Linked DNA regions of Gossypium hirsutum: region 1 is linked to region 2. A link is a contact called in public Hi-C data. All regions are on one chromosome and are shown on one strand. The core of a region is the stretch at or near the end of the contact, and the rest is flanking DNA. Distances in the headings are between cores, read along the strand shown.

Region 1 (5,377 bases), core at 2,352-4,851, 290 kb after region 2:
TGAAAATAGGGTGAATTGATGAAAGAAATGGTTTGTAATAGACACTAGGAAAAATCGGCTAGCTTGGTTTTTCATTGATTGTGGTTAATTTGTGAGTTTCAGGTTTAGGGACTAAATTGCATAAAGGTTAAAATGTTGGGGTAATTTTATAAATTATTAATAAAAGGGGTTTATAAGTATAAATTAATTATATAAGTGCTGGGACTAAATTGCATAAACGACTCAAATGGACACAAATTGAGGAAAAGTTAAGGTCTCGGAGTAGTCGTCGACTTTGTTTTTGCAACTGTTGTAGTTGAGGTAAGTTCGTATAAAGATTAAACTTATTAATTGAAGTTTTGAATGTTGTATTTCTTTTTAAATATTATTCTATGAATAATATAGATTGATAGTTGTACAATGCTTTTGGTATAATGGATTATGTTGTGATACCTATTAAAATGAATGTTGTAATTGAAAAATGTGTATTTCATGAAGTATGTATGAACTAGTACAATGCAATGTAAATAAGAGACTTGGATATGTAAAATGGTCCTCTTTGAACCTTGTGAATACTTAAGATACCAATGACATGCCATTAGGGGTTATACGGTTTCGGGTGTTGGTCTTGGATGTTCTACCGATGGCTGAGGTCCTGCATTTGTTGCGAATTCTCTATAGCTCGTGTGAGCAGCATCATGTAATTTAACATTCCAACCCACAACTCGTATGAGCAGACCCATTTCACAACTCGTGCGACAATATACAGTTACATGATATAGTCACAGCTCGTGTGAGCATTTCCTGAGTATCCAATGACATTCTATTTGGTTCAACGGGTGATTAAGGTTAAACCGAATGTATAGGTTTATGAAAAGGGTTATGTTGTCATAAGATGATATGGAAAATTTTGGTATATGTATTTAAATTGAAAAGGATGTTTACAAGTTCTTAATGGATAAAACATGTATTTGAAATAGCTGTTAAGAGATGTTACATGCTTAGCTTGAATTTATGTGCTCATCTATACAAGTATTAACTTTCTAAAGTGATGTGTTTAGGAAAGGAAAGTTTTCTCATGAATTAATGAAACTATGCTTGAATTAATCGTATTATATTCGGTAAGTTTAAGTTTCCTTTATACGAGCTTACTAAACACTAGTTGTTTATATAGTTATTTCTTTTGTCTTGTAGATCATCGGAAAGATCGATTAGTTGGAATTTCGTCAAAGCTCAATGAAACTATCCATCCATCCATCATTTTGGTAGTTTTTGGTTACTTTGGCAAATGGTTATAAATGGCATGTAATAGGGCTTTTAAGTAATTGAAATTCACATTTAGGTCTTTTAAATTTAATTTAAGGTCTTTAAGTGTATGTTTTCCATGTTTAATAAATGATTTGATTGTTTACATTTAAATTAATAATGGTAAGTTTTAAGTTGTTAATTATTTCGTTATTTGATGTAATACTCCATAACTCTAATCCGACAATGGAGACGGGATAAGAGTGTTACACAGCAAAAGCTAGAAATGGTCATTCAAGAAAATGTCCAAAAATTATATCAGACCTTATGTGAAGTAGAAGGATTAACTGAGGATGAACGCTTTCATGCATTGAGAAAAATTGTAGTCTATCCAAAGCAAATGCTGGTTTTCTTCAATTTACCTTCTTCTGTGCAATTGGATTGGGTGAGAAGATTTATTTCTACCCATTAAAAACCACGGTTGTGTTGATGGTGTTGATGATGTTTTGATAACTTTTTGTATATGTAAATATTTGGATGGTATAATGACACAGACTGGAATGGGTGAGAATGCCACGTATTGTTGTAACTTTTTGATGCTATAAAATTTAACATATAGATTATGGCATATAAGCTAATGACATCATGTAACTTTTTGTTAATGTATGAACATTATGTTTGGATGTAAAATATAATTCTCAAGCTATTTATTACTTCTAATCTTTTGTTTTTTAGTTTAGAGGATAATTAAATTATTTGTTTTGCTAATGATATTCTATCATATTAAATATGCATTGAAATTTAAAAATAATAAAGTAGGCTATATATTATTTTTATTAATTCATATTTTAATAATAATTATATTAAGAATGTTATTAAATTATATATTATATTTTTAAAAAATTATATTTAATGATAATTTTATTAAATATATGATTAAAATATTTGTTTTTATTAAAATATATTTGATAATAATCCTATTAAAATTTAATAACAATAACAATAATCATCTATCTAAAAAAAATTTATTAAAGGTACTCTGGTCATTTCAATTTTTTTTCTTATGTTATTACATCTCTATTCTATTTAACCAAACACAAGAATATTATTACTGTTCTATTTGATTCCATTCTATTCTATTCAATTAAATAATTGAATTACTAATTACAGTTCATAATGAACCAAATGTAATGTTAGTGTAGCAAATTTTATAAATATTATTTTAAAAATAACTTACAACTTTGAGCATTAAAGCCGAACTTTGTAGCTTTAATACCATATTTAATAAAATATTCTGTTATTTTTTTTATTAAACAATAAAGACAATTAAAAATCAATTAAAAATAATAAACTATTTTTTATTATTTTTATAATTCTTTATAAAATTTTAATAATTTTACTATAGTTTTCTAAAATTTTTATAATACTGTGTAAGTAAAAAAATTAATAATTTTATATCACCACATCAACGAGATAAATTATATGGTTCTTATCATATTTGGTTCTTTTTTGATACAATATATATAACTATCCATAGTCCTTTCCAACCCTTAAATCGGAGGATAATGCGCTTCAGCACACTCGAACTTACATCCTTTGCACTGGTAACGATGCCGATGTCAATAAAGCTAATACTCAATTTATATTCTTTATATCCATTTTATTGTTTATATTCAAGGTTTATTGTTGTTTCTTCTAATAATAACGTTTTTAAGATTCGAATTTACAATCTCCCTTAAGAGTGCGATGTATCTTATCACTGTACGCATGGCTTGTTAGTTAAGCATTGAATATAAGGGTATTCAAACAGTCAATTTGATTAATACTCGAACCGAATTACTATTAATCGAATTATCCGAAATGTAAGAATATTTAATCGTTAACTGAACCGAAACTTTTTTCAAATACATTAACTAAATTGAAATATTTCAGTTAATTCGGTAGATTAACCGAATTAATCGAAATTTATATATTTTTATCTTTTGGTTAAAAAAAGTATAAAACATATAAAAAAATACATTGCTAATGTTCATTTTCTTTTATTTAATAGTTCAAAGAACTTTAAATGGAGGTGAAAATAACAAATAAAAAGTCTTGAAAGTTAACAACCAAGCACTACATAAGTCTTGAAAACAACAAATATTTTGGTTAATTGGTTAATTTGATTAATTACCTGGTTTCAAACTGAATTAGTCAATAATTGAAATTGTAAAAAATCATTAACTGACCTCCGACCGAACTGTGAACATCTCTAATTAAATATACTAAATTCCTAGTTGGTAAAAGAGAAAAAAAACTAAAAAAAAAAACTCTAAGTTTATACAATATAAAAAGAGGCTTCAAAACAGGACCCATCAACGCCTCTTACACGGCCCATGTAGATAATGTTGAGTTTATTGGGCTATTTTGTCATGCTTCTGTCTCCCCAGCACCAGCCCTAGAAACAATCCGTCTTCTTCACTCTGCCCATCATAAAAACCATGCCCAAACCTTAACTCGCCTCTTATCTATCCACGCGCGGCAGCTATTTTTCCTTCCAGGTAACAATCTTATTGGCGGTGAAATCTAGATAAAATCAATCTTGTTTGGAAGGATGGATGAAGTGGGTTTTTTAGGGAACCGGAGTCATGTTCCGTTTCAATCCATTTCCTCCCCCTTTGGGCTTTCTCATTTACGTTCAAAATTGGTAATAATAAGTTTGCAGGCCAGATATTTGATGGAATGCTTATGAAAGTTTAATTCTCAACTTGGTCGTTGAGTGCCTACTTGTCAGCTCTCGACCGTATCGTCAGATTGAATCATATGAAGTAATGCAGGCCATAAATGGGATGATTCGTGTTCTTCATAAAAACTCATTAGCTAGATCACTCTGGGCTCGCAATTCTTGCTCAAAATTATTCGTTGGAGGTCACAAAATTCTATTACTCTTTTCTTTTTCCTTAGTATTTAACCTGCGATATTTTTTTGAGTCTATGTTGAGAACTATCGCAAGAAATTAGCTTATTTTACCATTATATAATTGATTTGCGATAAGTTTATTAATTGCAGGGCTTTCATATGATACCAATGAGACTGTTTTGAAGAATGCTTTTGAAAAATATGGTGAAATCATTGAAGGTAAATTTCTTGGATACTTGTTTATTTTGACAAGAATTTGTGCTTTACGGCATTAAGAACATGTTGGGGGCTTTAGCAGTTCGAGTCATCGCTCATCACGTGAGTGGGAAATCGAGAGGGTATGGATTTGTGCGATTCACTTCTGATGCTTCAGCCAAGGTAGCTTTTAAGGAGATGCATTCCAAGGTGTGTTTCAAGTAATTAATTCATTAACTCTAGGTTAAATTCTGCTATTAGTGCCTGTACTTTGTGAAAGCTATGGATTTATTCCCTGAACTTTTATTTGATCAATTTTAGTCTACTTTTCAAATTTTGAAATTTTAATCTTGATCCCTAACAATAACAGAAATTTGTTTCGTTAAATTCAACTATTAGTCCTTTACTTTTTATACAATTGTAGGTTTAGTTTGTTTTCTCCAATTGGATTATTCTAAGTCTTTGTACTTTTCGATTTTTGAAAATTCGGTCTTTAACGCAAATGACTGTCGTTAATCTATTAACTAAATTTTTAGAAAATAATACATGGAAATAATAAGCTGACATGATATTATATGATAATATGTTAAAATTTGGAAAGTACATTGGACAAAAAAAGACCCAAAAAAAAGTACACGGAATTATATGATAATATGTTAAAATTTGGAAAGTACATTGGACAAAAAAAGACCCAAAAGAAGTACAGGGATTAAATCCACAACTTTTACCGAGTACAGGGAATAATAGCAAAATTTAACCATTAACCGTATTATAACTATTACCTCGTATATTTGTAATAAAGGAGCAATTGGGTTTTGATGTATTTTTTACGTATCATGGTTGTTTCTAGGTACTGGACGGTAGAAATATTCGAGTTGAATTCGCATGCAAGAACAGTTGATGTTTCTCATTAGAGGTTTGGTTTCTTCCATGGCGATAGTTATTGGTTTTCATTTGTTAAATTTAATCGAATATCTTTAGAGAAAATTTGCATTTTATACTTTAGATCCTTGTAACTCTTTAGAAACGAAATAGATCTCTCGACCAATTAGTTAATGCT
Region 2 (4,960 bases), core at 559-3,058:
ATAGGGAAATGAAAATGGTTGTTTTTTTTCCACTTATGTTTTTATTATAATAATTTTATTTTATTTTCACTTTATGTTATGTTTTATTTATTTATTATTTATATATTTTTAACATAATTTCTTTAACTATTCAAAGCTACCGTCCACTAAATGTTTAAGTGGTATAATTACCACTTAGGTCTTTATCCCATGCTTTAATTATAAATTCCTTAGCTATTTAAATTTTATCATTTTTGCAATTTAGTTCTCGTATCTTAATTAATCCTTAATTAAATAAAATTATCTATCTGAAATTCACTTCACTTCAACTCTAACTCCATAAAAATTTAATAAAAATATTTACGAGTCTGGTTTACGGAAACAGGGTCCCAGTACCTCAATTTTCAAAATCACTGACTTTAGAACCGATACACTTATACCTTGTCTAACCTTTCAAATAACCAAAATTATTAGACCAAACTTCAATATAATACTATAATATCCTCGTAAATATTAATAAATAATATTCATTGATTCTATCATTGGAAAACAACATTAGGAAGCTACCGTTTCCGACTTCACTGGCTTTCAGGTCGTTACATTCTCCTCATTGTTTAGTACAACTCTTAACAACAAATAACATAGCACCATTTCGATGTTACCATCTGCTACTATCACTTTCTCTTTGATTGGAAGATCAATTATTAAAGTGATATCTTCCGGTGTTATATTTACTTTCCCACATGAAAAATAAAATATATGTGTTTCCAAGCTTTATCTTTTCAATAAGGTGGAAAGCAACTCCGGTATCATTTCAAATTTGATTATTGTAAATGTCGTTAATAAACTAACACTCCTTAAGTGGTTTCGGATAACTCCATTCAGCTTCAAGAATCTTAAATTATGTCAAATGCAAACAATTTAATCTCTCTACTATTTAAAACAACAACAAAAAAAAGTAATATCTGAAATAAATACTTGATTAAATTGACCTTGAAATCTATATTTTGTGATGAGAGTTAAGGCATAAATTTTATAAAGATTTAACATTCTACTAAACTATCATTCATAGTTATTAAAATATCCTTAAAAAAAACTTATTACAAAATATAAAAATTAGCATTACTAAAACAACATCTTGATCTTCTTTCCTTGTTCCCACGTGGCCTTTTTCCCCTTAAGAAACCAATAAATAAGAATACCATCAAGGCATTTTCCACACCTTTTTCTATTTGAATATATTATTATAAAAAATAATATGTAATGTTTTAAACTAATAATAAAACATACGAGAATAATTAAATAGGTAATATATCATATTAAGAATATTAAATGTACTATAATTGTTTTTTATAATATTGTCATTTTTCTTAAGTTGATATCGAATTGACTTGTAACACCAACTTAATCAACGATTTTATCAATATGGACAAACAATAGGGTGAAATAATTTGTATAATAAATTTGAAATGTATAAAAGTTTTAAAATAAAATTTTGGTTGAAACTATAAAGAGAAAATTTTATAGATGTTAGTAGCATTAGTTCAAATCTTACCGTATCTAATTTTTTTTTCTATTTTTATTAAAAAGATAAAAAAAATTACCCTTGTAATAACATAATTTATTAACATAATGACAAATTAAGCTCTTAAAGTTTATATCTTTTGTTGAGCTAATATTAGTATTCAACCTTTCAAAAATAACTGAGTTAATAAAACGTTAAATTTTGAAATATAGCAACTCGTATGACAATCTACTTGTATTTCATGATCACCTTTTTTTTATTGTTTATGAGTTATATATATATGTTGAATCTTTTTATAATTTTTAGATTATTTGTTGATATAATATATTTTGCAAAAAAGAAATTGATTTAGCTAAAAAGAGAAAATAGAATAAAAGAAGAGCAAAAAGACAAGTCAAAAAGGAAACACAACCATCTGGCGTGGAGATGGAGGTGGAGGTGGAAGTGGTAGCAGAAACAATTTATTTTACTTCAGATCTCAGCTGAACCCCTTTTCCTTTCCCTTCAACATCCCCCATTTATTTATTTTTTTTTATTTATTTCTCATCCTATTTCATGCCTTCCATCCGTCGGACTCTCTCACCGGCATTTCACGGCCGTTCCACCCAGAACGGCGCTGCCGGGTTCTCCTCTTCTCCCTCTAATAAGCTTTTACATAAACATTTCCCCTCTTCTGCTTCCTCAACGCTCCTCAATTTAGTTTACCGCCGAGGGTGGCGCCGGTCTTTTTGCCGCTGTCTCTTCTTTTTTCTAATAGGGTTGCTTTTCGGAATTACTCCGTTTGGCCAAATGGATACCGATATCCGACCCAAGGATTTCGCTTCTCCCGACCTCAGACCGCCACATGTCCACCTCCAATCCGACGATCCCATTTTTTCTTATGTTGCATTGGGCGTTAATACGCAATTGGAACAACACAACGAAGTTACGGATTCAATCGAGCCGTTAAAGCAGTTAATCGTCGTTACGCCCACTCACAATCGGGGATTCCAAGTCTATTTCTTGAACAGGTTAGGCCAAGTTCTGCGGTTAGTGAAGCCGCCGTTGGTTTGGATAGTGGTGGAGGAGAAAACGGTGTCTTTAGAGACGGCCCAGATTTTGAGGAAAACAGGGGTTATGTATCGGCACGTTGTGTCCACGCGCAATTCTAGTGACGTGAAGGACCGAGGGGTTCATCAAAGAAACGCCGCTTTGGAACATATCGAACGGCACAAGCTTGACGGGATCGTGTTTTTCGCCGACGACGACAACGTCTACACCCTGGAATTGTTTGAGAGCTTGAGAACTACTAGGTAATTTTATTTTATTATATTTTTAAGATAACAAAATTGGGTAATGAATGAATACTGTTGAATTGTTTTGGGTTAGAGATTTTGGTGATTGGCTATCTGAAATTTATTTGTCATTACCTAATAATAGTATTTCCATTTTTGGATTAAATCATCTTGATTGCAACCAAGCCCGTGGTGTGAAGAATTCCCGTTGAAACAAGTTCAGATCGGATCTCTGTCCCTCCTCCCCGCATTAAAAAAATTCATCCTTTTTAGCTCTTAACCACTTGAGTTTCATTTTCATATAACATTCAGCCTGGCTATCCTTCCTTTAGTATCTGTTTTGTTGTAATCGTCCTGATTTTTTTTCCCCAACTACTGTTCGGACATGGGTAGAGATTATCCTCAAATTTCGATTTTATGTTGAACTTATACCAATATCTGACACTCACCTCAATGAGATTATATAATGTCATTTTACCGGTTCGTCTTGAGATTTTTTATGAGGAATTAACTTAAAATCGTTTATCTGCTAATTAAAACTTTTCTCCTTTTGTCAAGAAGGTTAATGAATATCTCAACAACTATTGTAGTTTGTCTTGTTCATAAGTATGTTAGAATGGAGACGGCTATCCCAATGGTGTAACTGTGCACTGATTACAATGAAATGCTTCTTCTTTTCCCAATCATGCTATCATACACAAATTCATAACATGTATCTTATTGTGTTGTAGCCGTTTTGGAACTTGGCCTGTTGCGATGCTTGAACAAAGCAAAAACAAGGCAATTGTGGAAGGTCCGGTATGCAATGCGAGTCGAGTAATTGGATGGCACACAAATGAGAAAAGCAAAAGACTTCGTAGGTTTCATGTTGACATGTCGGGATTTGCTTTTAGCAGCACCATCTTGTGGGACCCAAAGCGATGGGGACGCCCCTGTTCAAACCCAATTCGACAATTGGACACAGTGAAGGAGGGTTTCCAAGTATGAATCATACTGTGTTGCTTTTTGTACAATTTCATTGAAGCTGATGTGTATTTTCTCTAGAAATGCCACGGCTTGATTCTTAGCTTCTCTTTCGGTTCCTTCTATGCAGGAAACGACATTCATCGAGCAAGTAGTGGAAGATGAAAGTCAAATGGAAGGTATACCACCTGGTTGTTCAAAGGTTATGAACTGGCATCTCCATTTAGATACAGGCAATGTTGTTTATCCCAAAGGCTGGCTACTTGAGAAGAACCTAGAGGTTATCTTATCTATTAAGTGATGAAAGCTCAGCTCCGTAAGGTTTTAATGCTAAGGAGGGGATACATGGGTAAGAGATTCAAATTCTGAATTTCCCTTTCAGTATTTTTGACTTGTTATAGGAAATATTGGCCTGGTCGTGAACTAGGGAAAACAGAACACACATGATATATGAATGAGATGGCAAACAGTTAGAGAGAATGGGTGTGATTTTAGTACAGATATCTAAATAATCTATATTGTGCTGACTGAGTTTTAGCTCGGTTGATATCGGTATTATTGTCAGAGTAGGAGGACGTGAGTTCAAGCATGCTGAAGCATCTTTATCCTCCTATTAATAGTAGGAAGGGGTTATGGGTAGTTCTACGCATTATATAAAAAAAATCTATATTGAGCTGAAAAGTTTCTGATTGGATCTATTTCACAGTTGTACTGGTGCTTTGCCTGCTCAACTTTTCGGACCAATTGGCTACAATCATCACCATATACAGCGTAGTGCCACACAGTTATGACAAGAAAACAAAAAGATTTATGATTTTTCTTTGTTCATAGAATTTTGTAACATGAAATATTCTCACAGAACAAGAAGTTGTTGAGTTCCAGGTTCTGGCATTTTTTTGGGGGGATTTAATTTGTTAAATTTTAGAAGCACTTAGACACTCCCCCCTCCCCCCCTTTCTCCCCCAAACTACTTCACAAAATGGGCAGTGGATTTGTTTGTGGATCCATATTGTTATTATACACTGTATGTAAGCGTTTATCAAAATTGATTACGATTTATTACTGATCCCAGCATTTTTCTTTTACCACATTCTTGTGGTAAGTTCATCTTCTTCTGTTGTTTTCTACCATCCTTCACAACAAGACGTGAAATTTTAAACAGGTTTTGTACGTTGACATTTTATTAGATCCGATCAATCTGGCACCTAATACAATTGAA

What was found. A called contact is a pair of places that touch in the nucleus more often than the background predicts.
Region 1: a contact with region 2 is called in a Hi-C map of hypocotyl, with 3 times the contacts expected there. The contact joins the promoter of LOC107921296 here to the promoter of LOC107922593 in region 2. A contact is called at or near these places in 8 of 34 Hi-C or Micro-C datasets (callus, hypocotyl and leaf).

Annotation. Positions count from the first base shown.
Region 1 is chrD01:23,649,142-23,654,518 of Gossypium_hirsutum_v2.1, forward strand. It overlaps LOC107921296 (glycine-rich RNA-binding protein 4, mitochondrial), which reads left to right and starts at 3,602. Exons shown (of 6, transcript XM_016851173.2): 1 at 3,602-3,764; 2 at 3,922-4,131; 3 at 4,273-4,341; 4 at 4,418-4,527; 5 at 5,168-5,233. The coding sequence starts at 4,035. The coding sequence ends at 5,218.
Region 2 is chrD01:23,356,635-23,361,594 of Gossypium_hirsutum_v2.1, forward strand. LOC107922593 (probable beta-1,4-xylosyltransferase IRX9H) reads left to right here and starts at 1,809. Exons shown (of 4, transcript XM_016852697.2): 1 at 1,809-2,796; 2 at 3,510-3,759; 3 at 3,872-4,090; 4 at 4,448-4,812. The coding sequence starts at 2,060. The coding sequence ends at 4,042.